Linked DNA regions of Mus musculus: regions 2, 3, 4, 5, 6 and 7 are each linked to region 1. Evidence: chromatin contacts called from public Hi-C, HiCAR-type and HiChIP or PLAC-seq data. All regions are on one chromosome and are shown on one strand. The core of a region is the stretch at or near the end of the contact, and the rest is flanking DNA. Distances in the headings are between cores, read along the strand shown. Region 1 holds the start of Wdpcp (WD repeat containing planar cell polarity effector). Region 2 holds the start of Spred2 (sprouty-related EVH1 domain containing 2). Region 3 has its middle 40 kb from the start of Gm40816. Region 4 holds the start of Zrsr1 (zinc finger (CCCH type), RNA binding motif and serine/arginine rich 1). Region 5 holds the start of Actr2 (ARP2 actin-related protein 2). Region 6 holds the start of B3gnt2 (UDP-GlcNAc:betaGal beta-1,3-N-acetylglucosaminyltransferase 2). Region 7 holds the start of Xpo1 (exportin 1).

Evidence for each region. Hi-C and Micro-C count contacts between places; a contact is called where the count stands out from the background. HiCAR-type assays count read pairs that join an accessible place to other places. HiChIP or PLAC-seq counts read pairs in DNA pulled down with a chosen protein or histone mark.
Region 2: an H3K27ac HiChIP or PLAC-seq map of thymic regulatory T cells shows a contact between it and region 1, with 8 times the contacts expected there. The contact joins the promoter of Spred2 here to the promoter of Wdpcp in region 1. A contact is called at or near these places in 2 of 39 promoter capture datasets (the C10 cell line and pre-B cells), 3 of 484 Hi-C or Micro-C datasets (CD4 T cells and CD8 T cells), 3 of 115 datasets of contacts at active chromatin or transcription factors (astrocytes, extraembryonic endoderm stem cells and thymic regulatory T cells) and 1 of 9 other capture datasets (adipose tissue).
Region 3: a contact with region 1 is called in a Hi-C map of B cells, with 7 read pairs. The contact joins the enhancer-like site here to the promoter of Wdpcp in region 1. A contact is called at or near these places in 1 of 484 Hi-C or Micro-C datasets (B cells) and 1 of 115 datasets of contacts at active chromatin or transcription factors (bone marrow-derived macrophages).
Region 4: a contact with region 1 is called in a HiCAR-type map of astrocytes, with 6 times the contacts expected there. The contact joins the promoter of Zrsr1 here to the promoter of Wdpcp in region 1. A contact is called at or near these places in 10 of 39 promoter capture datasets (the 3T3-L1 cell line, the C10 cell line, the HPC-7 cell line and 6 more), 4 of 484 Hi-C or Micro-C datasets (adipose-derived mesenchymal stem cells, cardiomyocytes, myocytes and 1 more), 6 of 115 datasets of contacts at active chromatin or transcription factors (astrocytes, bone marrow-derived macrophages, forebrain and 3 more) and 4 of 9 other capture datasets (adipose tissue, liver, macrophages and 1 more).
Region 5: a Hi-C map of regulatory T cells shows a contact between it and region 1, with 5 times the contacts expected there. The contact joins the promoter of Actr2 here to the promoter of Wdpcp in region 1. A contact is called at or near these places in 3 of 39 promoter capture datasets (the C10 cell line, hippocampal neurons and pre-B cells), 3 of 484 Hi-C or Micro-C datasets (CD4 T cells, centroblasts and regulatory T cells), 2 of 115 datasets of contacts at active chromatin or transcription factors (the 230-238 cell line and astrocytes) and 2 of 9 other capture datasets (adipose tissue and liver).
Region 6: a HiCAR-type map of astrocytes shows a contact between it and region 1, with 6 times the contacts expected there. The contact joins the promoter of B3gnt2 here to the promoter of Wdpcp in region 1. A contact is called at or near these places in 8 of 39 promoter capture datasets (the C10 cell line, HPC-7-derived erythroid cells, embryonic stem cells and 3 more), 1 of 484 Hi-C or Micro-C datasets (muscle stem cells), 3 of 115 datasets of contacts at active chromatin or transcription factors (acute myeloid leukemia, astrocytes and bone marrow-derived dendritic cells) and 3 of 9 other capture datasets (adipose tissue, liver and macrophages).
Region 7: a HiCAR-type map of astrocytes shows a contact between it and region 1, with 7 times the contacts expected there. The contact joins the promoter of Xpo1 here to the promoter of Wdpcp in region 1. A contact is called at or near these places in 3 of 39 promoter capture datasets (cranial neural crest, liver and pre-B cells), 4 of 484 Hi-C or Micro-C datasets (CD4 T cells, cerebral cortex, myocytes and 1 more) and 3 of 115 datasets of contacts at active chromatin or transcription factors (astrocytes, cardiomyocytes and microglia).

What each region holds. Positions count from the first base shown.
Region 1 is chr11:21,570,601-21,574,523 of GRCm38.p6, forward strand. Wdpcp (WD repeat containing planar cell polarity effector) reads left to right here and starts at 1,681. Exons shown (of 18, transcript NM_145425.3): 1 at 1,681-1,770. It overlaps Mdh1 (malate dehydrogenase 1, NAD (soluble)), which reads right to left and starts at 1,334. Exons shown (of 9, transcript NM_008618.3): 1 at 1,130-1,334. The coding sequence starts at 1,132.
Region 2 is chr11:19,921,847-19,925,874 of GRCm38.p6, forward strand. It overlaps Spred2 (sprouty-related EVH1 domain containing 2), which reads left to right and starts at 2,596. Exons shown (of 6, transcript NM_033523.4): 1 at 2,596-3,110. The coding sequence starts at 3,085.
Region 3 is chr11:22,692,265-22,695,887 of GRCm38.p6, forward strand. No RefSeq gene overlaps it. Among named protein-coding and RNA genes, the nearest start is that of Gm40816, 40 kb to the left of the region's middle. Within about 2 kb of position 1,292, at least 112 of the 459 cell types and tissues checked have an H3K27ac peak or open chromatin away from gene starts, as enhancers often do. A contact at or near this core is called in B cells and bone marrow-derived macrophages, where this site is marked.
Region 4 is chr11:22,970,458-22,974,590 of GRCm38.p6, forward strand. It overlaps Zrsr1 (zinc finger (CCCH type), RNA binding motif and serine/arginine rich 1), which reads left to right and starts at 1,548. Exons shown (of 1, transcript NM_011663.3): 1 at 1,548-4,133. The coding sequence starts at 2,771. The coding sequence ends at 4,057. All of the region lies in intron 1 of Commd1 (COMM domain containing 1), which reads right to left.
Region 5 is chr11:20,111,450-20,115,232 of GRCm38.p6, forward strand. It overlaps Actr2 (ARP2 actin-related protein 2), which reads right to left and starts at 1,502. Exons shown (of 9, transcript NM_146243.2): 1 at 1,356-1,502. The coding sequence starts at 1,403.
Region 6 is chr11:22,858,372-22,861,986 of GRCm38.p6, forward strand. It overlaps B3gnt2 (UDP-GlcNAc:betaGal beta-1,3-N-acetylglucosaminyltransferase 2), which reads right to left and starts at 1,364. Exons shown (of 2, transcript NM_016888.5): 1 at 1,123-1,364.
Region 7 is chr11:23,254,305-23,258,186 of GRCm38.p6, forward strand. It overlaps Xpo1 (exportin 1), which reads left to right and starts at 1,737. Exons shown (of 26, transcript NM_001035226.1): 1 at 1,737-1,856; 2 at 2,340-2,413.

The sequences.
Region 1 (3,923 bases), core at 431-2,930:
CCCTAGGTGCAAGCCTTATGACCTTGAGCAACTCGCATTCTGAGTCTCAACAAATTAAATTTTAGTATTTAAAGTGGGGTTTTGGATAAGATGATTGTAAAAAGGTTTTCATATAGGCCTAACAGCCTAAAGTCTGAAGTTCTTGGATAACTAGTGCCACTTTATTACTAAAATTATTAAGACAGAGACTGCTTAAGCCATAATTTAAATAACTACTTATGTGTCAAAATAACTAGGCAACAATGACTGGAAATTAGTAATTATTCCCTTAGGGTTTCTTATAGAGATTGAGGGAGTTTTTGTCCTTGTTTGAAAACATGTCTCCTTGGGTTCTGTGAAATTTCCAATTCATCCAAAAATTTTCAATTCATCTCACATTTCCCATCTTGATATTAAAGGACAACACGTATTTTTAAAATGTAAATTTCAAAGTACTTAGCAATTTCCAGTCTGGTGGCAAATGTCACCTTCAAACAGCATGAAGATTAGTCCTACGTCAGAGCTCTCTTTCACGTCACCCCCCTCCGCCCGCTGAGGACAAGATAGATCTAGAGCTTCAACAAGATGGTTACGTTACATCTGCAAGGAGGCCTTCAGAATTTATGACAGAGTAGTAAAGAATATCGGCACTGTTTGACTAGCGATGCTAGTCCTGTCATTACAAACGGAGATCAAGAATAGGTTTTCAGTAACATTTGTTTTCTTTTAAATCAAATATGGTGGAAACATGTCTCCTGAAAACTGGGATCATAACCTGGAGCACTACCGGTAAATCAACATCAGAGGCCTATTCTTTCCAAGAGCTTAAGAGGCAAAATAGTGTTAGGACCTAATTCTTCCCCTCCCATAATTCTCATCCCCCACAACAAATCCTTTAAGGTCCTTCGGAGAAAATTTTGTCCCTCCTGCGCAAGGACTGAGACCCGACTTTCCAAGGACAGTGATTTCTCTAGAGTCCTTGCGAACCCCTTTCCAGTATCTGGGTTACTGCGACAGTCGTGAGAATGAGTCAGATTTTGCAAACCGCGCGGAGGACAGCTCCCGGCATTACTGCTTTTTAAAAGCGCATCAAGCGCAGGAGGAGGCCGAGAGGCCGGAGCTGCTGCAGGTTCCAGGAGCCCACACTCACCATTATTGCAAACTGCAAGGCCGATCTCTGCACCTGCAAAAGGCAGTCTCCAGCAGTCAGGTCACCTCTACAGCGGAACAGACTCTGGGAGAGAACGCGGGGCTGGCCCGCAAAGGTTCGGCTGGAGACACGGCCCTTTCTGGGAAGTGTAGTTCTTCCGGCGACCTCTGGCGCCCACCTTCGTGCATTCCTGACAGTGCTAAACTACAATTCCCCCAAACCCCTTCTTCCTACGCGCCTCGCTGCAAAGTAGTCCCGGGGCTGAGCCTCGGTGATTGGAGCGCGTCTGTGAGCAGAGGGTTGGTGCTTTGAGTGAGGCGCCTGCCTGATGGCGCTCAGCAATTGGCAGGAGAGGAGGCGTTAACTCGAGGGAGGAGAAACGACCCCTGAGCGACAGCACACGTCGCTCCACCGAGAATCTATCCTCCCCCAAGACTAAACAAGGGCGGCTAAGAGACCTTCCGTTGCTTAAAGCCCGCTCGACCCGGAAACAAAACCTTTTAAAAACTCTCTCAGAGGCGGGAGGAATTGACGCTTGCGGAAGAACGGGCAGCTTCACCGTTGCTAGGCGACGAGGCAGCCTCACCTGAGCGCTCTCCAGACCAAGAGCTTGTGGAGCTGTGTTCTCACGTCCCAGGCTGGTGAGCTCGGCCCCGAGGGTTTTTATCTGGGGGTCAGAACAGGGTGCGGCACTGATGCGCGTATCCTGAATCCGAAGCCGGTGGTTGTGGGCGACCTCCGGAGTCCCCTGTTAGTGTCAGGAGCGTGTGGATGCCACAGTTTTCAGGAGGGACGAAGAGTGTCTTGCAGTTTGAGTCAGTGTAACTTTTCCAAAGTAAAGTCAGAAAGTTTTGTTTGTGGAGTGAGCCCCTTCCTTGTGTTTACTTGTGGTGTACCGATCTAATTTTCTTTGCCGACTGTGAATATTGACACTTTTTGCTCATTCTCTTTTTGGAAACCTGTTACTTCCAGGGGAAGTTGGGAGACACTGATTGTTTCAGGCGAAATGTTAGCAGCTAAAACATCTCAAGAGGCTTTCATTTAAAATGAAAGTTGTTAAGGGAAATCTGTATTCTCCGTTTGTTGTACGGATATTCGAAAACATGTGCCTTGGAACAGACCAATGAATATGCTCTTGGTCTAACGTCAGAATTTTCTGTCACTATTAAATGGATGGTGGATGGCTTCAGTTTTGTTTTTGGAAGATTTAGTATTTGGAGAGAGAAATATGATGCCTTAGTCAGGGCTTCTATTTCTGCGATGAAACACCATGACCAAAAGCAGGTTAGGGGAAAGGATTTATTTGGCCTACTCTTCCACATTTTGGCCCATCATTCGAGGAACTCAGAATAAGTAGGAATATGGAGGGCATGAGCTGTTGCAGAGACCATGGAGGAGTGCTGCTTATTGGTTTGTTCCTCATGGCTTGCTAAGTCTGCTTCTTTATAGAACCCAGGACCACCAGCCCAGAGATGGCAGCACCCATAAAGGACTGGGCTCTTCCCCATCAATCTGTAATTAAGAAAATGCCCTATGGGCTTGTCTACAGCCCGATCTTTATGGTGGAAGCATTTTTCTTTTCAATTGAGAATTCCTCTTAACTTAAGACTGACTGTAGCTTGTGTCTGGTTGACATAAAACTAGCCACTTCTGGGTCCAATAGCATTTAGGTTTCAATAGACTGTAGGGTACTTGAATGACTCCTAGAATCACTTTATTCATTTGATGCCTTAATTTTGTTCTTGAGCACTGATCTTTTTATAATGGAATGCTTCCTGTGTCTCTGTCCACATTTAGTTCATTTGTGGGTTGCATTTCTAAATGTTACCTCTGTGTCAGGGACTCTCAAATTCCAGGGCATGTCTCTGTAGTTTCTGTTTCTTCTTGGTTTTCTAATAGGCATTAGTTCTGTTACTTTATAGTACTTCCTACTGAACAACCATATGTGCAAATATCACACTCTAGAGATAGCATGACTTGCCTCCAGTTTCACTTGATGGTTGAGGGAGAGATTACAGGATTTTCAAGTGAAGAGAGAAGGGCTGGAGCTGATTTGATAGTGATTGTTCTAATCTGCTCTGGGACTTTAGGATAGCAGTTTTAGTTACTGCCTTTCAGGAACCACTGTAGCATGAAACAAAACTCTGTAATTCCTAATGGTAACATGGTGGTCTGGTGAGTAATTGTTGAAAGATGTGCTCTGTTTTGGTGGGCTGGTTAGTTTTCATCAGTTTAACACAAACTTGAGTCACTGAGAGGGAGAGAATCTCCCGAGTTCTGGGATTAAAGGCGTGTGCCACCACTATTGCTGGCTGTTTTAGGGTTATTATTGCAGTAACTTAGGGAGGAAAGGGTCTTTTTGGCTCATGTGTCCACATTATGTCATTGTTCATCATTGAAGGAATCAAGACAGGAGTTCAAATATATGGTAGCTGAACAAATCAGTAAGCAGAATTTTTCTATGGTCTTTGCTTCAGTTTCTGCCTTGGGTTCCATTAGTGGTAAAGTGTGTCATGGAAGTGTAAGCTGAAGTAAACCCTTTCCTCTCCCTGGTAGGAGAAAGTCATCACCCAGAGCAGAGCTTATCCTCAGAGTTAGATTATCTTCAGGGAACCCCCCCTTTTTTTTTCTATTGGGTTTCCTATGGCATTGTATGACTTCTGAAATGCTGACTGACCAGGAATGGGCCTCACAAAGCCAAGAAGCCCAATTTTTGCCTCAACCATTGCATTTTGAAGGATTCTTTACTAATGACACACATGTATTGGTTAGCCTTACAATGTGTAGCTGAGCT
Region 2 (4,028 bases), core at 1,346-3,845, 1.6 Mb before region 1:
AATCATACCTGGGTCCTCTGAAAGAACAACCAGTGCTCTTAACCACTAAGCAACTCTACAGCTTACCCAACCCCCAGTCTTTTTTTTTTTTTTTAAACCAAGGTCTCAATATTTAGCCCTAGCTGTCCTAGAACTCTTTCTGTAGACTAATATAGCTTTGAACTCAAGAGATCTACCTGCCTCTACCTTCAGACTGCCAAGATTAATGGTGTCTACCACCACACCCAGTATGTCTCACTTTCTTCACGGCCTACAAACAAACAAACAAACAAACAACAAAAAAAAACAAAACAGAAACAAGCAAACAAATAAAAATACCCCCCAAATCAAACAAACAAAAAATGAAGAAAGATAAGGTTTGCTTTGTTTATTCCTGTAAAAGTTGAAGAATTAACAGAGACCTCACTGTCAGGACCTCAGGTCTTCTAAGAGAAAACCAAAATGCAGGTCTCGAGGTTTGGCGTCCTTACCACTACTTGTCATGAGCACTCAGAATCCAGTGTTGAACCTCAATGTGTATCCACAAAGATCATGGTTGTGGAAAGCATGAAACCACTGGTTTCTACTTGACTCAAAGGTGAAACTCTTATTTTTCAAGCCCCCGTGGAACTCTCAATACACACAGACCTCTAAGAGGGCTACTTTTGTTTTGTGTATGGGTTTTGTTTTAGTTGTTGCTGATTATCATCATCATCATCACCACGACCACTACTTTGATTCAGGGTCTTAATCATGTAGTCTGGTTGGCATGGAACTCATTATATAGGCCAGACTGGCCTCAAACTCACAGAGATCCACCCACCTTTTTGCTTCTAGAATACTAGAATTACGGACATGATCCACTATGCCCGGCTGTTTTGTTTTTGTTTTGTTTGTTTTTTGTTTGTGGTTTTGTTTGAGACTGGATTTTGCTTACTAGCTATGTCTAGCCTAGGATTCTACTTGTAGACCAGGCTGGACTTGAACTACTATCAATCCTCCTACCCCAGCCTCCGTAGAATGGGATTATCCAGTCCAGCAATTTTCTATTTTTGAAGCAAATATTTCATCCCCCAGTTTGTTTCGTAGCTATTTAAAATCTAAGTGGAATGTCTCTAATGGCATATTCAGGAGAACAGAAATGTCTATTAGTCTTGAGGACATAATCCCTGTCCCTTATTCCATGGCAAGACCTCAGGAAATACCCAGTGACTCTGTAATTGGTGTCATCCATGTCAAGTGAAAACATGGTGCCCCCTTCAAAAATTGAAATGGATTTTAATATCGCAAATTCAGATTCCAGGCAAATCCACAAGTTGAGCCCTGGGTGCAATCCTGCTCGTTGTCTAGATGGTGCATAGGTCCTCTCAGAAAACCTCAGGCAGGTCCTAGGCCATGGTAGGAAAAATAATTTAAAGAGAGGTATGAAGAGATGGCTCGCAGTTAAGATCTTCCATAAGACTGTGGTTTAATTCCTAGGACCTACACAGAGGCTAGCAACCAGTTCCAGGAGATCCAACAGCCTCTCCTCTCTGCCCACAAATGGTGCTGACATGCATGGATGCATCCTCCTTCTGCCCCCGCACATTCAAAAAGAAAGAAGGAAGGAAAGAAAGAGAGAGAGAGGGGGGGGGAGGGAGGGAGGGAGGGAGGGAGGGAGAGAGAGAGGGAGAGAGAGAGAGAGAGAGAGAGAGAGAGAGAAAGAAAGAAAGAGAGAAAAAGGAAGGGAAGGGAAGGAAAGGGAAGGGAAGGGAAGGGAAGGGAAGGGAAGGGAAGGGAAGGGAAGGGAAGGGAAGGGAAGGGAAGGGAAGGGAAGGGAAGACGGGTCGGGGGTGGAGTAATGAGTTCCTGGGTCTCTCTTTGGCCAAACCCCATCAAAGGTAGTAATCTGTGACCCAGTAAACTAAGAGTAGACTTCTAAGAGCTGGAGACAAGAAACGTTATTCACAGACTGGATAATTTACTTTGGTGTTACCTTTAAACTTCATCTCTGCCTGCAATGCCAAAGTTTTATGGCTGTTTGCCTTTTGTTTTCTGCGTACATATTTTTAAAAATATGCCCGCTCTAGGTGGGCATGGTGTTGCATGACAGTAATCCCATCGTGTGGAGGCCAGCGGAGGCCACCTGCACTGCCCCCAACCCCCACCCCGCAGTGTTTCTCCAAACCCAAACTCTCTGGCAACATCTAAACTCCTCCCCATCTCCGCCCTCCGCCACCTCCCCCCTTGATTTTTAATCCGAAGGTTTGGAAGGAGGGAGGGACAAAACGGGAGCCAGATGTGCTCTTGTCTTCGGCTCCCGCCTCCTCCCTCTTGGGCTTCCTAAAACCCGGAGCACCGGAGACAAGGATTCGGATCCTGACAAACGCAGTGCCAACCATGCTGTTCCGAGGCTCCTCCCTGACTGGAAGCTAGCGGGAGGGGGAGTAGAAGAGGGGCACGCTCAGTAGGCGGGACAAAGTGTTTTGTGAGTGTGTTTTTTTCCTCTCTCTCTCCTCTCTCTCTTTTATTTTGGTCGCAAGTAGGAAGCTTTTTGCACTCCACCACCTCTGGCCGCTGGGAAGACGTCATCGCTTCCGCCCTACTTCCTCCTCCTGTTGGCGGCGCTGAGAATCCAATATGGAGTAAATCGGTGGAGTGGCGAGATGGGGCTCGGACGGGGCGCCCTGCACCGCCTCCCAGGCGCATCTCCCCCGGCCGCCGAGCACTACCCGGAACCCTGATTGGCCCGGTCCCCGGGGGCGACCCCGGCCCGGCCCCAGCGCAGCCGACTGCCCGCCCGCCGCCCGGAGCGTGCTTGTTTTTCTGCTGCTCTCCCCCTCCGGGTCCCCTTCCCAAATCTCGCCTCTGCACCCCCTCAGAGCCCCGGGGCCGTGCCCGGCCGGCCCACGGCGTCCGCTGCCTGGTGTGCCCCTTCCCAGACCTCGCCCTGATCTCGGGGCTCTCCATTTCCCCGCCTGCCTCGGCGCCCCCTTCATCTCTAGCTCCCCCCCTCCACCACCAAATCAGGAGATGTCGGAGATGTGAAGAAGGGGGGCGAGCGCACAGGAAGATGAAGGGAGCCAGGCTGCATGCCGCGGGACAGGCGTCTAGGTGAACAAGAAAATGACCGAAGAAACACACCCGGACGAGTAAGTTAGCCGCGGGTGGGACGCGGGTGCCCGGAGGGGTGGTGTGGGGGCCGCCGCCAAGGACGCAGGAGGGGACTCGTCGGAGGAACTTGGCCTGGGGTGCAGCCGCTGGCTGAGCTGTCGGGGCTATGCGCGAGGCTCTTGACTTGGCTGGGGGAGACGGCAGAAACCGCCTGGGGTCTGCAAGTCCAGGTCGCAGCCCGGGCCAAGGGCGCGCAAATGACCTCGGGGCGGTCCTCGGGCTGCGGGAGCGGAAGCTCTGACGCCCTCCACGCGGGGCATCCCGGGGTCGATGGGTCTGTGTGCATGGTGACTTTGTGACTCCTGGCACTGCTGCCCTCCCATAGCCCTCTCCGGAGCCCTCTGGGGCCCGGGCTCCGCCATTTCGTTTTCTTGAATCGCTCTCATTTGCATACCACATTTTCATTCATAAAAACACGGAGGAGTTGGGGGAGGGCCAGTCGGGCTCGGCACAGGGTCAGTGCGCCCGGGTCCTCGCAGCGGCCAGAGCGCGGGAGCAGCCTGCCGAGTCCCGGCGCGCGTGAGTGTGTGCACGCGCGTGTGGGCCGGCACACGCGCCCCGCGGTGTCGGGGCAGCACTGGGGGCGGATCCGAAGCGTGTGCAGCGAGGGCGGGAGAGCGTGCGGGGAAGCGCGCTCCTGGCATGTATGTGAGGGAGAGCGCGTGCCCGTGCGTGTGCCCGGCCCGCAGGCCCGAGGGGAACAAAGCTCTCGGTGCTTAGTCAGAGGTGCTTGTGCTCGCCCCTCGGGGAGACCCGGGCTTGTCACCGTCTCTGGGCCAAGTGGCAGCTGCTTCCCGCCTAAGTCGCACTTAGGTTTGGATCTCCGCTCTAGTAGTGTTCGAGGCGTTTCCCTCTCGGGGAGCTGGGGGCGGGGCTGCCCGTGGGCCCCAGCGGGT
Region 3 (3,623 bases), core at 42-2,541, 1.1 Mb after region 1:
GAGGCAAGTCTTTCCCCTGCCTGACCCAAGAGCTGTAACTCTTTTACTAGTGTAGAGAAATTTTAATTCTTTGTGGTCAACTGGTTTAATAGTTTGAAAGTAGAAGGAAGGGTCACAAACATCTCTTTTTAGAATCCAGTTTCTATGGCCAGGTGTCAACACAGGGTGACAGTGACAGTTCCTCCATCTTCAAAGTTGTCAACATATCATTTTCCGATCTGTCTCTGGCCTGTTTCCATCATCTGAATCTGACCCAACCCCAACCCTACAGCGTGCCCACCCCCTTCTGCTCATGCGTGAGCCTGCTTTCCTCTCCTAAGAACCTTTTTGTTGACACTGAGTTTGCTCATGTAATCCAGTATAATCTTCTCACATCTCAAAATCCATAACTAATCACATCTGCAAAAGCCTCCTTTGCGTGTAACATGACATATTCACAGATCTGGGAGATTAGCATCATGGACATCTCCAAGGTATTTTTCTGCCTGCTATTTCAGATGCTGAAATAGTTACCAAGCCCTAGTGTGGTGACTTTTGTTGTGTAGCTCAGAAAAAAAGCCCTTGTGCTGCTTAGCTCTGAATCGGGTCTCTGCCCTGGGGAGATGACCCGATAAGGCCAGCCAAAGGGTAAATACTAGGGTGGCAATATCATAGCTGGAAACTCCCATCTGAAGCACAGCTTTGGAACCATGAAAGAAAATGACTGTAAACACCACAGCTGAGCCACAGAACTTTCTCAGAGGAGCTACACTTGGTTATAAATATAACACTAACCCAACACTCTCCTGGGTAAAGCCCCTTCATGATTCCCCCATGCTTTAGAAAAGGGAAAAAAGAAAGTCTCAGAAGAGGGTTTTTCAACCTCAACTCTGACAATGCTCTGAGCCAGGTCGTCCTTTGTGGTCAAGGGCTTTCCTGTGCATTGCTGAGACTTTATTTCCTTAGAGTGACTCACCCAGACCCCACACAGCCTTATGACACTCTGCTGGATGTCCCTAGAGGGCAGAATTGTACTCAACTGAGATGCCCTGTTCTGGAAGAGCCTCCAGGATCTGAGTCTGGCAACTGTCCAATTCTGTGCTTTCTTCTCCAGCTACCTTAGGGATGAAAGGTAAGGACTGTCTCAGCAGAGCTCACTGTCCCTCCACTTATCTACCTCTTGTCACCTAGAATTGGTTTCCTTGTGTCTGAGTCAAATGTTTCCCACTTGCCTCTGACCCCCACACACCACCCCTGCTCTGCCTATGCTGTGGCAGCCTGATCCTCTGTATATCCCTCTTCATAACTGCCTAACCACAGACTCACTTCTTAGGAACTGTGCCCCTAGCACTGCATGATGGGTACACGTTGTTGCCCAATCTACTGCTGCACCACATCAGACAACCAAGACAGGAATCAAAGTGTGAAGAATGGCGGGTGAATCAGCCCCTAAGGAAAGAAATGAATTTTGCTAGTGATGGCTGGCCCTACTACAGTTAGTAGGTAACTTGAGTATGATTTGGGAAAGTCTTCTGAAGACAGTGAGCCCAGGGTTCCTACACATCAGGACTCCTTTCCACCAGGACTTCTGTCCAATTACGGCCTCCCTGTGGGAAAGTCAGCACCATGAACTTGGTACCTAGCAATGGTCCACTGAGAGAGGATGTCAGCTCAGTTGTAGCTCTCCCAAATCAGAGACATCAAGATCCTAGGATGTTCCTTCTGTGTTGCCTACCCAACCTGGGTCAGGGATACACAACAGCACAAAGACCTCATGCCACAGAAACTAAGCAAAGCTCATTGGATGACCCCAGTTTAAAAGAAAGAAACCTCAGACTCTAAAATGGAACCTTCTGGACAAGACTAAAATTACAAGGGCCTGTCTCCGAGGGCACTGCCAGAGTTTCCCAGGACATGAGGTTAGTTCTCCTGCTTCCCCATGTGGGGGCGCAGCAGGCTTCACCCCATTCCTCACAGGTTCCCAAATATAAGCACCTGCATCCCACAAGACATCAGTATCTGAGTTAAGTGTCCTAACTTTGGTCAAGATATTGACAAATATATAATTGTTGCATTATTATTCATTTAATATTCCTTTAGATATGTATATATGTGTATATATTTTACCTATATATGTGTATATATATCCTTAGATATGTATATATGTATTATAGCAATTCTGATTATATAACTAACATGTTCATTGTAAAAAATAAAGATGTTAAGCAACTCAAAAAATAAATTTTAAAAGCACCTTTTCTACATCTCTTTAACCAAATAGACACACAATGTGACTTTTACATACCAAGCAAATGAATTAAAAAAAAAAAAAAAACAGATTGTATCTGCATGGTTTGGTCAGTTTCAAGAATTGCATGGCTAAACTTTTCTGTATCATCCAATTCTGTGTCTTTGGAAGACTTAAAGCTTCTAGACATCTCTGAGGACCTCTCACATTCTGTGAAGAAGGCAGGAAAGGGAGGCCACAAGTGCCAGGCCAGAGGGCTCCACTCATGACAGCACGGTGTTCCAGCCTTCTGCTCAGCACGGGATCCTTCTAGTCCTGGGAAGACTCTACTGGCACGGCAGGCTAGGGCACAAGGTTCCCGTCTCCCAGAGGCATCTCTCTGGCCTCCTGAGATGAATGTACTCTGTTATGTAGAGTCAGAGCTGAAAAGGTGGGTCCAGTATCCTCCTCTTCTACAAAGACTGTGTCAGAAACCACATTCCTGGGCAAAAGACCAAAAGTTGCATGTCTGTTGGGGGTTATCTGGGGCAAAAATAACCTTCCCACTATGGACAGGGCTCACAGAGAGAAGCACTGCAGAAGTGGGGGGTGGGGCGGGGGAATAGAGTTTAAATTTAGGAAGGTTCCTGAAGGTTCCATGCTCAGTCGGCCATGACCTTGCACCCCTGCTGGAGAGCTGGTGTTTGCTTGCCTCACCCTTATGCAGCCTTGTAGCATATCATAACGCAAAACCACGTTCAGTCCAACTTCAAAGTTCCCAGCCACAGTCTATCACAGCATCAGCACTGTTAAATCCAAAGTTCAGCAAAGTCTCTCCTGAGACTCAGGCAGTCTCTTCACTGTAATTCCCCCTTTTAAAAAAATACCACATACTTTAAACAAACAATATCACAGGATATGCATCATGGTTCCAAAAGGGAAAAAAGGAAGTATACTGAGGAAATGCTGGACAAAGCAAGACCAAGACCCAGCTGGGCAAACTCCAAACTGCATCTCCATGTCTGATGTCAAAGCCCTCTTCAGCTTTCCAACTCCTCTCAGTTTTGTTGACTGCAACACACTCCTCTGTCTCTTGGACTGTTAGCAGTTTTCCTAGCATGTATCTCACATCTTGGGGTCTCCAAGGCAATCCACGCTTCACCTTCACAGCTTCATGCAATGGCCTCTCTAGGCCTCCATGCAGAGACATGCCTGACAGATGCCTGGCCTCAGGAGCTTCTCTTAGCTGTGGGGGGAGACTCCACCATTCCTTTCTTGTATCTTTGAGTCTAAAGCCAGGACCACTGGCTTAAGCTGTCAAGGTCTGCAGCTTGCTGAGGCTGGAACATGGTCCCATTGTTCAAATACATTTTTGCCAGCTTTCTGGTTTTGATGGTTTCCTTTACTGCCTAAGTTT
Region 4 (4,133 bases), core at 298-2,797, 1.4 Mb after region 1:
TGACAGCATTGTAGCCCTTTAATCCCGGCACTCAGGAAGCAGTGTAATCAGTATAGTATTTTTTTAAAAGTCTTTACACATGTAAAAATAGCTTAGTCAGGACCTCCACTACAGCCAACACTGTGTCTGATACCCAGAACCCAGCAACTTCACACACTCAAGAGAACCTGATACAGGTATAAACCCCATGATGCGGACTGCTCTGCATATCTGGAGTGATACCTCCTAGATGAACCCTGTGGCTGGACAGTCTCCCCAGGATCCTGACCCTCAAATCAGAGACTTCTGTAAGACTGGACCTGACCTCCAGCTAAGATACATCACACAGGTGAGCACCTTGGGGATAAAGACTTAGGACCATATTTAGAAATTTAAAGTGTGAACCTTGTATGATGACCCTCAGCATAAAATATAACTTTTGCTATACACAGGTATCTACCTTCTTTCTTGTGACACAGAGGCAGGCAGAGCTTTCTTCTTAGTTAGGGTTTTACTGCTGTGAATAGACACCATGACCAAGGCAAGTCTTATAAAGGACAACATTTAACTAGGGCTGGCTTACAGATTCAGAGGTTCAGTCCATTACCATCAAGGCAGGAACACGGTAGCACACAGGCATGGTGCAGGAAGAGCTGAGAGTCTGACATCTTCATCTGAAAGCTGCTAGAAGACTAGCTTCCAGGCATCTAGGATGTGGGTCTTAAAGCCAATGACACACTTACTCCAGCAAGGCCACAGCTTCTAACAGTGCCACTCCCTATACAAACCATCACATTCTACTCCCTGGCCCCTATAGGCTTGTGCAAGCATAAGAGCCTATGGGGATCATACCTAAACATAGCATGATGCAAGGCCAGTCTAGTCTACAGAGCAAGTTCCAGGACAGCCACAGCTACACAGTAAAACCCTTGTCTCTGAAAAAACAAACAAACAAACAAACAAAAATAAAAGATTTTTTTCTTGGCTTAAACACTTGTCTGAGCAGTCTTCTCTGGTGAATACCCCACAAAACTACATTACAGAACAAATGAAAGGAATGTGTTTGCAAAAAACAAAACACATTCAATTTTTTATTCCCTTGGTTTTTCGAGACAGGGTTTCTCTGTGTAGCCCTGGCTGTCCTGGAACTCACACTGTAGACCAGGCTGGCCTCGAACTCAGAAATCCGCCTGCCTTTGCCTCCCGAGTGCTGGGATTAAAGGCGTGCGACACCACACCAGGCCCACATTCAATATTTAAAAAACAAAACAACAACAAAACCAAAACCCCTTACTTTCCACAAGAGTGAGGAGCTGAAGCCAGAAAAACGGTTTACCTGGTAAAGCCCTTGACAAACAAATATAAGAACTTAATTTCTATTCCCAGCACCCACATAAACAAGCCCGGGAAGGTGAGCTGCCAGCACCGGCATGGAGGGGTGCCCTGCAGTGAGACAAGCCTGCCCCGGCTCAGGGCTGAGCATTCTTACTGCAGGAGCACTCCCACTGCAGGGGGCGGAGACAAAAAAAGCAGTAAATCGTACTGCGCAGGCCTGCCTTTCCCGGAGTAAAGACGTAACTGCAGATTACAGGGTAACTGCGCAGATCAGACATACTGCGGATAACTGCAGATACCTGGATGACTGCGCAGGCGGACCGTACTGCAGATAACCACCCGCAACTGCGCAGGCCGGTCGGTAAGGCAGATAACCACTGTTCCAGCTGTACCATGGATAACCGGGTAACTACGTAGGCTGATCATACTACGGATAACCAGGTAACTGCGCAGGCCGGCCATGCCACGGAGGCTGGCCTTAAAGCGGATAACCGGGTAACTGCACAGGCCAGCTGTGCCATGCATAACCAGTAACTGCATAGGCTGGCCGTACCACAGATAACCACGGATACCTGGGTAACTGCGCAGGCAGGCCGTACTGCGGATAGCCAGGTAACTGCGCAGGCTGGCTGTACCACGGATAATCGCGGATAATTGGTAACTGCGGCCGCCCCACAGATAATTGGGTAACTGCGCAGGCAGGCCATACCACGGATAACTGGATAGACGGATAACTGCGCAAGCCGGCCATACCGGCCCGGCCGGGTAACTGCATGGGCAGGCCTATGTACTGCGGATAAACGGATAACCGGGTGACTGCCCAGGCAGGCCGTACTGCGGATAACTGGATAATCGGGTAACTGCGCAGACCATCCGTACCTCCGAAAACTGGGTAACTGCGCAGGCCTACCACGGATAAGTGGGTAACTGCGTGGGATAACTGGATAATCGGGTCACTGCGCAGGCAGGCTGTGCCACGGATAACCGGACAACCGGGTAACTGCACGGATAGGCTTTATCACGGGTAACTGGATAACCGGGTAATTGCGCAGGCTGGCAGTACCACGGATAACCGGATAACTGCGCAGGCAGGCCTACGTACTGCGGATAACCGAGTGACTGCGCAGGTAGGCGGTACAGCCCACATTCCAACGCAAACACTGGCCTTCGACTGCGCATGCGCACATTCAACTACTGGTTGCTGCATTGCGCAAACACGCCGGTGACTCAGCTGGTTCAAGCTTTCTAGGCTGGTGGAAAGGAAAGTCAACTGGGCTGAATGGTGCCACCCTGAAGTTGCTGTCCAGGAAGGTAACGAACATTAAACAGCAGAACAACTTAGCAGCGGGCGACATTTTCAATCCACAGCGTGAGAAAAAGAGATTATCGCGAGATCCGGGAAGAGCCCCCCCCCCCCCCCCCCCCCCCCCCCCCCCCCCCCCCGCTCTGCGGTAAAATGGCATCACGGCAGACCGCGATTCCTGAGAAACTCAGCCGAAAACAATACAAGGCGGCAATGAAGAAGGAGAAACGCAAGAAACGTCGGCAGAAAATGGCTCGGCTGAGAGCTCTGGAAGCCCCACCAGAGGAGGACGATGATGTTTCTGCTAACGAAGAACTTGCAGAGCGATTACTGGAGATAGAGCGGCAAAGATTACATGAAGAGTGGCTGCTGAGGGAGGAGAAGGCGCAAGAAGAATTCAGAATAAAGAAGAAAAAGGAAGAGGCCGCTAGAAAACAGAAGGAAGAACAGGAGAGACAAATAAAGGCCGAGTGGGAAGAACAACAGAAAAAACAGAGAGAGGAGGAGGAGCAGAAGCTACAGGAGAAGAGAGAGAGGGAGGAAGCGGTGCAGAAAATGCTGGACCAGGCTGAAAATGAGCGCATTTGGCAGAACCCGGAACCACCCAAGGATTTAAGGCTGGAGAAATATCGACCCAGTTGTCCCTTCTACAATAAAACGGGAGCGTGCAGATTTGGTAACAGATGTTCACGGAAACACGACTTTCCCACGTCAAGTCCCACCCTTCTTGTGAAGAGTATGTTTACAACGTTTGGAATGGAGCAGTGCAGAAGGGATGACTATGACTCAGACGCAAACCTGGAGTACAGTGAGGAGGAGACCTACCAGCAGTTCTTGGATTTCTACCATGACGTGCTGCCGGAGTTCAAGAACGTGGGAAAGGTGATTCAGTTCAAAGTAAGCTGCAACCTGGAACCTCATCTGCGGGGCAATGTGTATGTTCAGTACCAGTCGGAAGAAGAATGCCAAGCAGCCCTCTCTCTCTTTAATGGAAGATGGTACGCAGGACGACAGCTCCAGTGTGAATTCTGTCCAGTGACCCGGTGGAAGGTTGCAATTTGTGGTTTATTCGAAATGCAAAAGTGTCCAAAAGGAAAGCACTGCAACTTCCTTCATGTGTTCAGAAATCCCAACAACGAATTTAGAGAAGCTAACAGAGACATCTACATGTCTCCTCCGGCTTGGACTGGCTCCTCTGGTAAAAACTCAGACAGGAGGGAAAGGAAGGACCATCATGAGGAATACTATAGCAAGTCAAGAAGCTACCACTCTGGTTCATACCACTCCTCCAAGAGAAACAGGGAGTCCGAGAGGAAGAGTCCTCACAGGTGGAAGAAATCTCACAAACAGACAACGAAGAGTCATGAGAGGCACAGTTCAAGAAGAGGAAGAGAAGAGGACAGCAGTCCAGGTCCACAAAGCCAGAGCCACAGAACCTGAGCCCAGCTAAGGCAGCACCACTTGGACCCAAGACTGATATCAGGCTTGGCAAGGGAGTTCATTTTACAAATGAACA
Region 5 (3,783 bases), core at 252-2,751, 1.5 Mb before region 1:
GTGCTCCTAACTGCTGAGACGTCTCTTTGGTAGTAAGATACTTTTTTTTTTTAATAAGTACTTTTATAAGAATTTCTGAAAAGTTTAGCATTTATAATTTAGCTTAAATATAGTGTAACAATACAGGCTTTGCTTTAAAAACCTTTTTCCTGATAATTTAGAAGCTTTATAAAATTGTACCATTTCCCTCACTGCTTTATCCTTTATCTCAAAAAATGAGATGCATTTTATGTATCCCTTCATGAAGTCTGCAAATATAAATATCTCTAATGAGCACATAAATGGGGTTGCTTAAAAACCTTTAAGTTACTGAATCTTAGGGCTGTTACCACAGCAGTGGTATGGATGTCCCTTTGTATTGTTACCTATCCTATTCTAGCCCAGATTTAGCTTAAATGAAGCTAGTACAATAATTGTCAAAGTTTGTAACAAATTCAACCAAGGGCACTATAATGGCAGTGAATACCAGCTCCTTCCCCTTTCAACAATCTGGCTTCAAAGGTGTAATTCAAGTAAAATCTATTTTAATTTGTGTGTCGTCTCTGTGGCAGAGAGGAGAAAAGTCACAAAATGTTGCAAATCGCTAAAGGAGTCAGAAACAGTTGCATCTTCAAAACTGGAACTTTGATGCTCCACCCTTTTAACTGGGGATAGAAAGAAACCAGTTGCAACGAGTTTTCTGAATCAGAACTTTAGGCTTATTTTGACATTTTTAGCATCTTCAAGACTAACGTGTCTATCCTGTACTTAACAGAAAAAAAAAATGAAGCAGAGGAGGAACCAGAAATGATCCAACTTCCCACTAGAATTTACTTGAGAGGTCCTAGGTCTATAATAGGGCGGCATGCAAAGCAAGAGGTGAAGCAGGAGCTGCTGACCATCCCCCTCTCTCAAAACCACAGACGACAAGGACAGCCCACACGCTCTCCCGGGGCAGACTCCAGCCGCGGCCCGGGGCCTGACAGCACTTCCTCTTTTCTCTGCGGAACCCGTTTCCTGCCTCGCATTCGGCATCTTTCGCTACACAGGAAGAGGAAGGCCGCTAGGTCTTGTATGGACGAACACAGGCGAGCCTCGGAAATGGAGACCTCCTCGCCACCGAGGGACAGGGCCTCTCACCGTCTAGACCCATCTCTCGGCACGCCGGCGGATGCTTGCGAGCGCGCGGGGACAGGTTCCGCCGCCTTCGGGTGCAGCGCGGGTAGCCTAGCTCCGGGCCACCGGCTCCGGGCCGGCCGGCGCCCCCCGAGAGCTCGCCCGCCCGCGCGCCTGCCCGCGCCCCCGAAGCCCAGCCGCGCAGCCGAGGGGCCCGCGCGCACCCCGCACACACACGCGGCCGCCCCGCCGGGCCTTACCCCAGTGCCGTTGTCGCACACCACCACCTTCCTGCCCTGGCTGTCCATGGTTCGTCCTGGTGAGCCGCCGCCCGGCCTGGCCTGCTTCCTCCTCCACACGGCCCCGCCCTCGGCCCGCCGCTCCGCCCAAACCGGAAGTCCCCGCCCGGCAGCCGTTCCAAGAGGGCGGTGCAGAGAGAGAAAAGAAGAGCGGGGACTGGCAGCCGAGAAGGCCAATGAGAGCTGTCCGGCGCGGACCCGGGCGCGCCCTCTCGCCTCGTTCTGCTTCCGGGGCTGCGCTTGGCTGGTGGGGCGGCGGCTCTGACCAAGTTGTCTCGGGACCTAGGGCGCGGCCGGGCCGGCTGTACAGGAGGCAGGCAGGTGAAGGCCGGAGGGTGTGTGGCGGGACGGCAGTGGAGAAGGGTGGAGCAGCCGGCTAGGAAGACCGAAAGCCACCTGGAGGTCCCGAGGCATGATGTGTCATTGCTCCTAGGCCTGGGTGGATACACCTACAAGTTTCAAACCTCCGGTTTATTCCACACCTCCAGTTGCATGCAGCCCTAGGAGCCTGGCGGGATGCTTTCGTTTCTTTCTGCTTCACCACTTCCCTCTTTGATTTTCTCAAACAGGAACTCACCATGTTGCCAAATGCAGACTTTAAAATTGAGGTCCTCTGTAACCTCCCTTGGAAACAGGGACAAGTGTTACACGCACCTCTTTAAGAAATTGAATATGCACCCGGGCACTGTTGGCGTTCGCCTTTAATCCCAGCACTTGGGAGGCAGAAGCAGACGGATTTCTAAGTTGGAGGCCAGCCTGGTCTACATAGCAAGTTTCAGGTCAGCCAGAGCTATAAAGTGAAACCCTGTCAAAAAAGAAAGATAATGCTTTCACTTAGCGCATAGTGGTGAACTTGCTTTCAATCCCAGCACACAAGTAGAGGCAGTTGGATTTCTGTGAATTCCTGGCCAGCCTGGTCTATTTACAGAGCTAGTTCTAAGACAGCCAAGGCTACAACAAAGAAACCCTTTCTCGAAAACAAAGAACAAAACTCTTTCCTTTAATTTTAGTTTAGTTTTGTTTTCTGAGACAGGGTCGCATTGTCTATCCTTGTGTTAAAACTAAGAATATTAAGTTAAAAAGACCAAATCCATGATTGTCCAATTGGAGCAATTTTGGGGTACACCAGGACTGGCCAACCACCTGTCTCACCGCTGCCGGTCGCTTGAGGTCCGTTTTATGGGCGAGATGTGAGCGAATTGTTAGATACAGTGAAAGGGAAGAGTCAAGGGTCAGAGTATATGTCATGTGAATCCCAAGTTTAGCTAGGCTGAAAACTTGTTTTGCAGTTTACATCAGACCTAAGAAACAGAAACTTATTCTTTTTTGTTTGTTTGCTTTTGTTTGTTTGGTTGGTTTTTTTTTGTTTTTCGAGACAGGGTTTCTCTGTATAGCCCTGGCTGTCCTGGAACTCACTTTGTAGACCAGGCTGGCCTCGAACTCAGAAATCCGCCTGCCTCTGCCTCCCAAGTGCTGGGATTAAAGGCGTGCGCTACCACGCCCGGCTTCGAGTGTATTTGCTTTTATTGTACATTTTTTTTCTAAACTCTTTGGCACAGTTTTCTGGGGGCATTCCGACTGCCACAATACAAGTCAGGAGAGAGCTTGTTTATGATGCCAATTTCAAGCATTTAAATTTTGGTTTGGGTTGTGGCTTTTTCTGTCTTTGAAGTCTGCATTTACTTTGTAACAACTGTACTTTTATATTTCTATATCCTCTAACTCCAGAACTTCAGTTAGTTTATGAAATGCAACATCAAACCCCTTTGTTTTCTGGGAAAAAGAAACTGCAATGACTTGAAGTTGAGAATGTGGGTACCGCCTCACTCACACACACTCATTCTCAGACTGTGAAATCCCCCACGCGCCTTCTCAAGGGCACATAGACAGTACCAAGTGCTACGGTACAGTGAAGGTGGGCTCAAGACCCGGGCTCCATCTTTCTCCTCAGTAGCAGGGGCCAGGCTGCCTTTCACAACACAGCCCCACAGGTGAACCCAGGTCCTCCTCTCCCAAATCAGTCACCCATTCGGCACCGGCCAAGACAGGAAAGCTAGTTCTAGCCTTCCCTGGGAAGAGACAGCTTTTTTGTTTTTCATAAGTAAGTAAATCCATTGTTTCTCTATTCCAAGATGGCTGATGTTATGTTTTCTACAAACTCAGTGCTTACTTAGCTCATGTCTAACAGGGCTGCTGCTGTTGGCTGTGGCAGGATTTTCAGTGTGGTGTTTTCAAGCCTCACTCATCCTCCCATTCCCAAACATTCAGCATTCGTGCACACTCCTCACTTCCGGGTTTTTTCAAAAGATTGGAGATTTCCAGTGGGGGTCTCAGGTCATCATCTCAGTGGTACCAAATCAAGCCTGGTTCTTCAGAGAAACTTATTCTT
Region 6 (3,615 bases), core at 114-2,613, 1.3 Mb after region 1:
GGCCCTCTCATTAACCATCCCATCACTTTCCGAGGCACAAAGAAGTACCCTGGAAGAACCTGTAATAACACGAAGCCCATTTTCACCCATTGGCTTCGAAACCTGGAAAAAGCTACGGCTTGGCGGGGAGCGGAGGGGGCAGAAGAACAGGTTTAATCGTTTGAAGCAGTCAAGTTGGGAGACCACAGTGGGCAGGGGAGCGAAGGCCAGCCACCCTGTATTTGGGGCAGGAGCGAACATGGGGCCAGCCCAGGTTACCCAAGTGTGCATTACTTTTCAAGATGACCTCGCACGCACTATGACACTAGAGAGGAGTCTTCAGAGCTTCCTTCCCACACAAGACCCGGGAGCTCAGAGGACCCTAGGCGAGTGCATTTGAGCAGGTGCTAGGTGTTACGTCCCCAGAAGGGTCCCAGCCCCTCAGGTGCGCCCACCTGCCAGTCGCAGGGCCAGCTCCCCAGGCAGTCCTGAGTCTAGTTAATCATTCAACGCGGGCGGCGTGGAATATTTTTTAGAGGTCAACGCGAAAGGTTCTCCTGAAGTTTCACAGAAACCAGTCTTTGGGGACCCGAAGATAACAGTGCCAGCGGATGGGGGTGAAAAGCGGCAGCCAGCGGCTCACAAACACCTGATCTGCCCCTGCGGCACCCTAGACCAGCGCAGTGCGCGGGCGGGGCAGAACACCGCCCGCGACGCTCCCCCGCCGCCCAGGCCCGCACCTCGTGCGCGGGGTACAGCGCGGCTCAGGGTGTCGCTGCCCTCTCCCTGTGGGTGCAGGAAGAGCGGAGGTCGAGCAGGTGAGAAGGTCAGGAAGGAGGTGGAGGCCGGGAGACTGGGGAGAAGGTGAGGAGGCTGTAAAGGAGGGGAGAAGGACCAGGAGGTGAGGAAGCCGGACAGGAGAACGGAGACCGGTGAGGATATCCGGGAGGTGAGGAGGCCAGGGAAATGATGTGCGGAGGCCAGGAAAGTGAGACTGGGAGCGGTGAGGGGAACCCGATGGAACGTATGCGCAGACAACGCAGGAGCCACAGAAGAGCGGCGAGAGCGCGGGGCGCCCACACCGGCCGGAACTAGCGCGGCGGGGCGGGGATGCAGGGCCGGTGCCCACCCACCCGGCCCTACCTTGTCTAGGGACACCTCCAGCTCGGCGGGGCGGGGCGGAAGACCGCGGCCGCATCCACGTCCCAGCCGCTCTTGCGGCTCAGCCCCGCGACCGCCGCCGCTCTCGCTCCATGCGCAATGCGCGGACGGGCGGCCCGGCGGGGTCTGGGCGGCTCCGGCTCGCCTCAGCTCCAGCACTTGTTGCCGCGGCGGCCGCTGAGCCTTACTCTCGGCCCCGGCTCCTGGCACCGCCGCCCCCTGCCGCGTCCCTTCGGTCCCGCCCCCGCCCGATTCTCCAATCACACGCCGCGCCACCGCGCGCGTCACCGCCGGGAAGGCCGCGCTCCCGCCCCGTGGCCCAAGTTTGGGAAAGGCCGAACTCGAACCCTCCCGCCAGTTGGCGCCCAGGTCCCGCTGGGACTGCGCCCCCGGGCCCTTCCCGAGCTCTCCGCCCCTCGTAGCACTGAGAAAACCTAAGGCTTCACTGGAGCGCGCGGTGTCCAAAGATTACAGTCTCCCCCGCTCCGCCAGGAAGTAGCCTCCCCCAGAAAAACAGCTGAGACTTGAGTCCCAAACCCTGCTGAGATCCAGGGTCTAGTGTAAACTCTTCAGCTACCAGGGCGTGGCGCTTGGTGAGAATTTGCCAGCCAGCACTGGCATGTAGCTAAGTCTAGACGGCTCCGAGTGGCTTGTGAGCGGGATCCACGAGGGGAGGTGAGAAGAGGGAAACCCAAGTGCACCTGACCTTTGCTCTCAGCGTACATAGTAGCGGCAGCCACCTAGATAGATGCCCAAGGCCTGAGGGTGGTGCCTATCTGGCCTCTTCGGACCTTCAGGTTATGAAGCCATCAAAGACACGATGAGGTCTCCACGTGGTTCCACTCGGGTCTCAGGAAGTCAAGAATGCAAGATGCGGGAGGCGCTGGGTGCGGAGTTCGCTCGGCGACTTCAGAAGTTGGGCTTAGCAAGACATCTGAACGCTGAACCCCCGTGATGCCGCTGGACTGAGCACCAACCACACCCAAGCATGGATCACGCGGGACCCGGAACGGTCCCCCACCCCCAACCCAGCGCCTCCCCAGGCTCCCCAGAGCGCTACGTGCCAAGGTGAGGCCCAGGAAAAAGCCGGGGAGACCGGATGGAGAAGTTGCTCTAGTTTGTAGAGCTGGGTGGGCCGGCCGAGTCGGCACGCCCTCAACACCGAACCTAGAGCCTGGTCCCCACAACCTGGGACGCGCTTGGAAGCTGCTTCCTCTCCCCTCCATTCTTATTGCTAAGGCCTTCGGTCGACCCTCTGGAGATAATCACACTGAGAAGTTAACACTCTACACCTGTTTGCTTTTTTTTTTTTTTTTTTTTTTTTTCAGAAGGCTGTCAGATGGAGTTAGTCAAAGGGATGCCATTGACTTTCGAGCGCTGGAGATTGAATTTCAGCCAGCTCGACCAAGACCACGAAGTCTTACTTACAGCCGCAGAAAGAAGTAAGTGCGAGTTGTTTGGGTTGAGCGCAGAGCCACGTGTGTACGGTCATCCACAAGAAGGAATTCTGAGTCAGTGGTTCTGGAAATGTTAAGATTGACAATCTGCAGACCGATCTGTTCTTATGTTTGTCACTACGTTCCCAAACAACAACAACAACTTGGATTTTTATATGTTCACATAAACTGTTAACCACTGTCACTCTGAACAAGAAAGGAAGAGAAATTGTATGCTTTTCTTGACTCTGAGGAATTTTTTCCCACGATTATATTTATAATTCAGAAAGCCAATAAAAGAAGCAAATTAGAAGTTAGGTCTGTGTACTTGATTAACTGCAGACTGCCGTATTGATATTTAAACGTTGTGACGAGACAAAGCTGGATTCTTGGTGGGCATTTTGTTATTGTATTTCCCCCTTAAATGGCTCTCCGAAGCCACAGACATGCTTTCAAGGATTGCTAGGCAAGAAGTTTTGAGTAAAGTCAGCTGGCAAGCAACAGGGAAAGAAAGCTTGAGTCTTTCAGAGCTGCCAAAAGCTGCCCAGGCCATGTAGTTTTGTTTTTGTCTTTTTTTTTTTTAAAGGCGTTTTCTCCTTGGTGCCATTGAGTGCAGCTGGAAATGTTCCATCCAGCTTCCAGTGTGACTTTGGGGAAATAACTCAAGTGTTGGATTCCACACCCACTTAGCTGTCCTGCTTACTCTTAGGTTATGAGGGATTCATCATCGAAAGGCAGAGATAATACATTCAACAAATGTGCTGTCCAACCCAGGCGCAGACGACCAAAGAAGTGCTTAATAATTAAATAAATTAAAACTATTTCATTACAATTAAGATATAGACCAAAAGAACTGTAAGAAGGTAGGACCATTTTGAGGAGTCCAGGAAAAGTGCTTAGTTTTTCTATTGCTGTGGTAAAACACCATGACCAAAAGCAGCTGAAGAAGAGAGGGTTGGTTTGGCCGACAGTTCATAAAGGGAAACTGAGGAAAGAGCTGACACAGAGACAATGGAGGAACCCAGCTTACTGGCTTAGC
Region 7 (3,882 bases), core at 487-2,986, 1.7 Mb after region 1:
ATATCTCTATCCTTGGGGGTAGGATTGTTTTTAACTGTTGAAGGTAATGAAAATGTATAAGCAGTGTCAGATCTGTGTTCCGAATATTTGTTTTTGTGTATAGGGATAGCATCTTCTGCCTCCAGCTGACACTGAATTTATTCTGTAGCTGAGGATGGCCTTGCATTCCTATTCTTCCTGTCACTTCTTCCCAAGTGCTGGGAGTTCAGGCCTGTGCAATATGCCAGGTCAACTGTGTTGACTTAATAAATGTTGTGGCACAACAGACCAGTCGATTTTGGTGGACTGCTGGCTGTTTTTCCCCCAGATAGGGTTCTCTTTGTAGTTCTGGCTGTCCTGGAGCTTGCTCTGTAGTCCAGGCTTGTTTGAATTCAAGAGATCTGCCTGCCTCTGCCTCTGTCACCACCACCCAACTGCTGGTTGTTTTAAGCAACCCTAATCAGCAAAACTGACCTGGCACTTGGGAGCCATGGGTTAACCTAGGGGCGTGGCATAATAAGGGCACGCACCAAGTTAAAAGAAGTTGGCACAAAATCTGTCTATACGCATTGTTAAGTTAGCAACAGGATTTTCAATGTGTTAGGACTAATTTTTAGAAATAACTTCTTGTTGAAGCAGTCTGGGGAGAGTTAATTTTTTGTTGTTGTTTTTTTTCGAGACAGGGTTTCTCTGTGTAGCCCTGGCTGTCCTCGAGCTCACTCTGTAGACCAGGCTGGCCTCGAACTCAGAAATCCCTGTCTCTGCCTTCCAAGTGCTGGGATTAAGGGCATGCGCCACCTCTGCCCGGTAGAGAGTTAAATTTTTAAGGAGGCTCGTCCAATAACTAACTAGACAACCGTTTCCAGGCGCCCAAACTGCACGCCCGTTTATGCCAACCTCGGCCCGTGCTATTCACGTTCCCATGCGGTGCCCAAACCCAGGCCTCTACAACGGATCCAAGGCCCAGGGCCTACCATCCGGCACCTATGTGTTCTTTTCGGTCCTTCGCGGCCGTCTATTTCCATGTAGAAACAGGGTGTGCCCTCCCTTTTCCGAGCACAGACCCCATCCTAAGGGCGGATGCTGGGGCCCCAGGACGAGGCCCCTGAGGTTGGCGGGAGCTCGAGGGGGCGGGCCGCCAGGGAACGGGGAGGGGGGGAAAGCAGAAAGACGAGCAACGCGCGCGGCGCTCAAACCCGCGCTGCCTTCTGCTCACGGGCGAACCCCACCCTCTCCGTCACCAAAGGCGCCCAGCCAATGGGCGAGCCGGAAAGGCCGGGCTTACAAGCGAGGGACCGAGAGGGGGAGCCACTCGAGGGGAAAGGGATGTAGAAGGCGGGCTGCACTTGACTGACAGCTCACTCAAGCCAATCCTCTGTGAGGCTTCTCCGCTCTCCTCTTTGCTGGGCTCTGTTCGACGTCCCACCTTCTCTTCCTCCACCCCCCCCTCACTCCTTTGCGTCCCGCCCCGCCTCCCCTCCCCCACTCTGCGGGCAAATCACTGCTGGAAAGAGGCGGGGGCCTAAGCGGCAGGCTCGTGTGGAGCCTTGAGGTGGGATTGACGGGCGCTCCGACCAATAAGAGGTAGGCTGATGGCGCGGCTGTGGCCGGGGCCGACCAATGGGCGCGCGGCCTGGGGGCGGAGGCCCAGGTTCCAAACGCTCCGCGGCGCCATGGGCTGAAAACTCAACCGAGATGGAATCTCCCAGTCTGAACCGGTTTCAACCGGTTCCGAGTTTGAGGCACTAGGAGGAGGGGGAGAAGCGGCTGCAGCGGCCGCGGCAGGAGCAGCGGGAGCTTCAGCATCAGCAAGAGCAACAGTAGCTACAGCCCCGGCGGCCGTGCCTGTTCCAGCCTTTGCTGCAGCAGTCGTGCAACCATCCCGAGGGGGAGGGGGGAGGCACCAGTCGCTGAGGAGCACGCGAAGGGGGGAAAGTTTAGGCTAGCTCGGGTGGGGGGGCCCGGCGCCGGAGCGGCGTGAGCGAGGGAGCCCTGTGTGGTAGGGGGAGCCGGACTGCAACTGGCGGCAGAGCGGCCCCGGCCGTACGGACTCGCGCTGCTGCTCCCGCCGCCGCCTGTGGCTGGAGGGTCCTGGGCTCTGTCTCACGGACTGGCCCGCTCCCCTCCCCCTTCCTTCCCTCCCCAGCCGGGCGGGAGCATTTATTTCTCGGATTAATTCCCCTTTTTGGTGGGGCGCGTGTGTGTGCGTGCGCGCGTGTGTGTGCGTGAGTGTGTGTTGGGTGGAGTTGTCCCTAGAATAGTAAATACTGAGCTTTTTTTTTTTTTTTTGCCCTTCTCTGCTTTTTAATTTCTTTTTTGTTTAAGGTGGGAAAACTGTGAAACCCACCTTGATTTCCTCCCCTCTCCCTCCTCCCCACCTTCCCTCGCCCCAAGCCCGGACAAGGAAGGAAGAAGCAGTTGGTTGAATTTCTGGGTAAGTCGGTCGTGTGCTCGGGGCCGAGGGTCGGGCGGCGGCGGCGCGGCGGGCATGAGGCGAGGCGGGCGGCGGGCGCGGGGCCCTCGGCGGAGCCTGAGATTGAATGGAAGCGCTTCTGTCGCTCGGTGATGGAGGTGGGGAGGCGGCCGCGGGAGGGGAGCGCTTGCTGGGTCATCTTCGTGTGCGGGTGGCGGTGGAGGAAGGCGAGGAGCGTGGTAGTGAGGCTGAGCCCCTGCGCGTGGGTGGAAGGGCTTCCCCAGTCCAAAGGGCTGGGGAGAGTCGGGGGTGATTTCGGGAACGTCTCTGTAAATTATTAGGAGTGGAAGTTTCCAGAAATATTTAGTGCAGCAGCATTGAAACGTCCGCCTGCATCACGTGGCCCCCTCGGTGGAGAGCTTGGGATGGGGGAGGGAGGGGCTACCGAGTCCCTTCTTATGTGAAGAAACTCGAAAGCCTTGTGGGTGATTTTTGTTGTTGTTGGTTTTGTGAGTGTGTGTATAACAAGAAGTAGGAAAGAGGAGTTAATTTCTTTTTTTCGGGGGCCTGCAGTTGGGGTTCCGTGTTGTAGGTTGTTTTCGCCCGGGGCATATATGTCTTGGTGAAACCGTGTACTGCTGGCCGTGGACAGTGAATGATGCCCTCCCTGCTCCTCCTTCTGGTTTCTTGAGTTTGCGGTGTAGGAGAGGAAGTGGTGGTAGAGGATGCACTGAATACTCGCCGAGGCGGGACCTCGGATCACTCAGAGGACATGCTGCATAGAGAATAGGGCGGTGAACTTAGGCGCCGGGTCTAAATGCCTCCTCCGAGTATGGGCGGGGTGAGTGCGTGCTCCTGTGAGCTATAGTTAGAAGTGCTGAGAGTCGTTCGGGTGGGAAGCCAGGGGAGGGCGGTCCCTTCCTAGTGAGGCGTGTGTTTCTTACTGAATGAAGCAGGCGATTGCCCACACACGGAGTAGCAGTCTTTTGTAGCATCTTGTTTTTTGACTCATTGTGAACTTACCTTTTTAGATGGCTACTGGTGGGTAGTGTTTTGCTGCTTGCAGTGCCATTGAAGGTATATGGACAATCACTTGTAGAGTCACAGCATTGTTTGATGGGTTCCTACAGTTCACAATCCAGTGAGTGGAATTTGGGATTGGGGGACACCAACGAGACAGGTGAACCAATCAGAAAGTGAACAATCCCTCCATAGCTGCACTACTTACTGCATGATTCTGTATCTTGAATGTGGGTGTCACGGCTGACGGTGGAATGACTATTTGGAAGCTGTTTGGTTGGGGCTGCTAAATGTGCTTGGCATTGACCACAGAGCCGCCATTTCTGGATTACCTATAGTTGAAGTTGGAAGATAACCGCTAGTTCCGAGAAAGGCCAACAACTGTATTTAAGTATTCTTAGATTGCACCCCTTCCCCCACATGAGTCTAGTATCTGAATTCTTAGAGAAGACCAACTTGAAAATGAAACT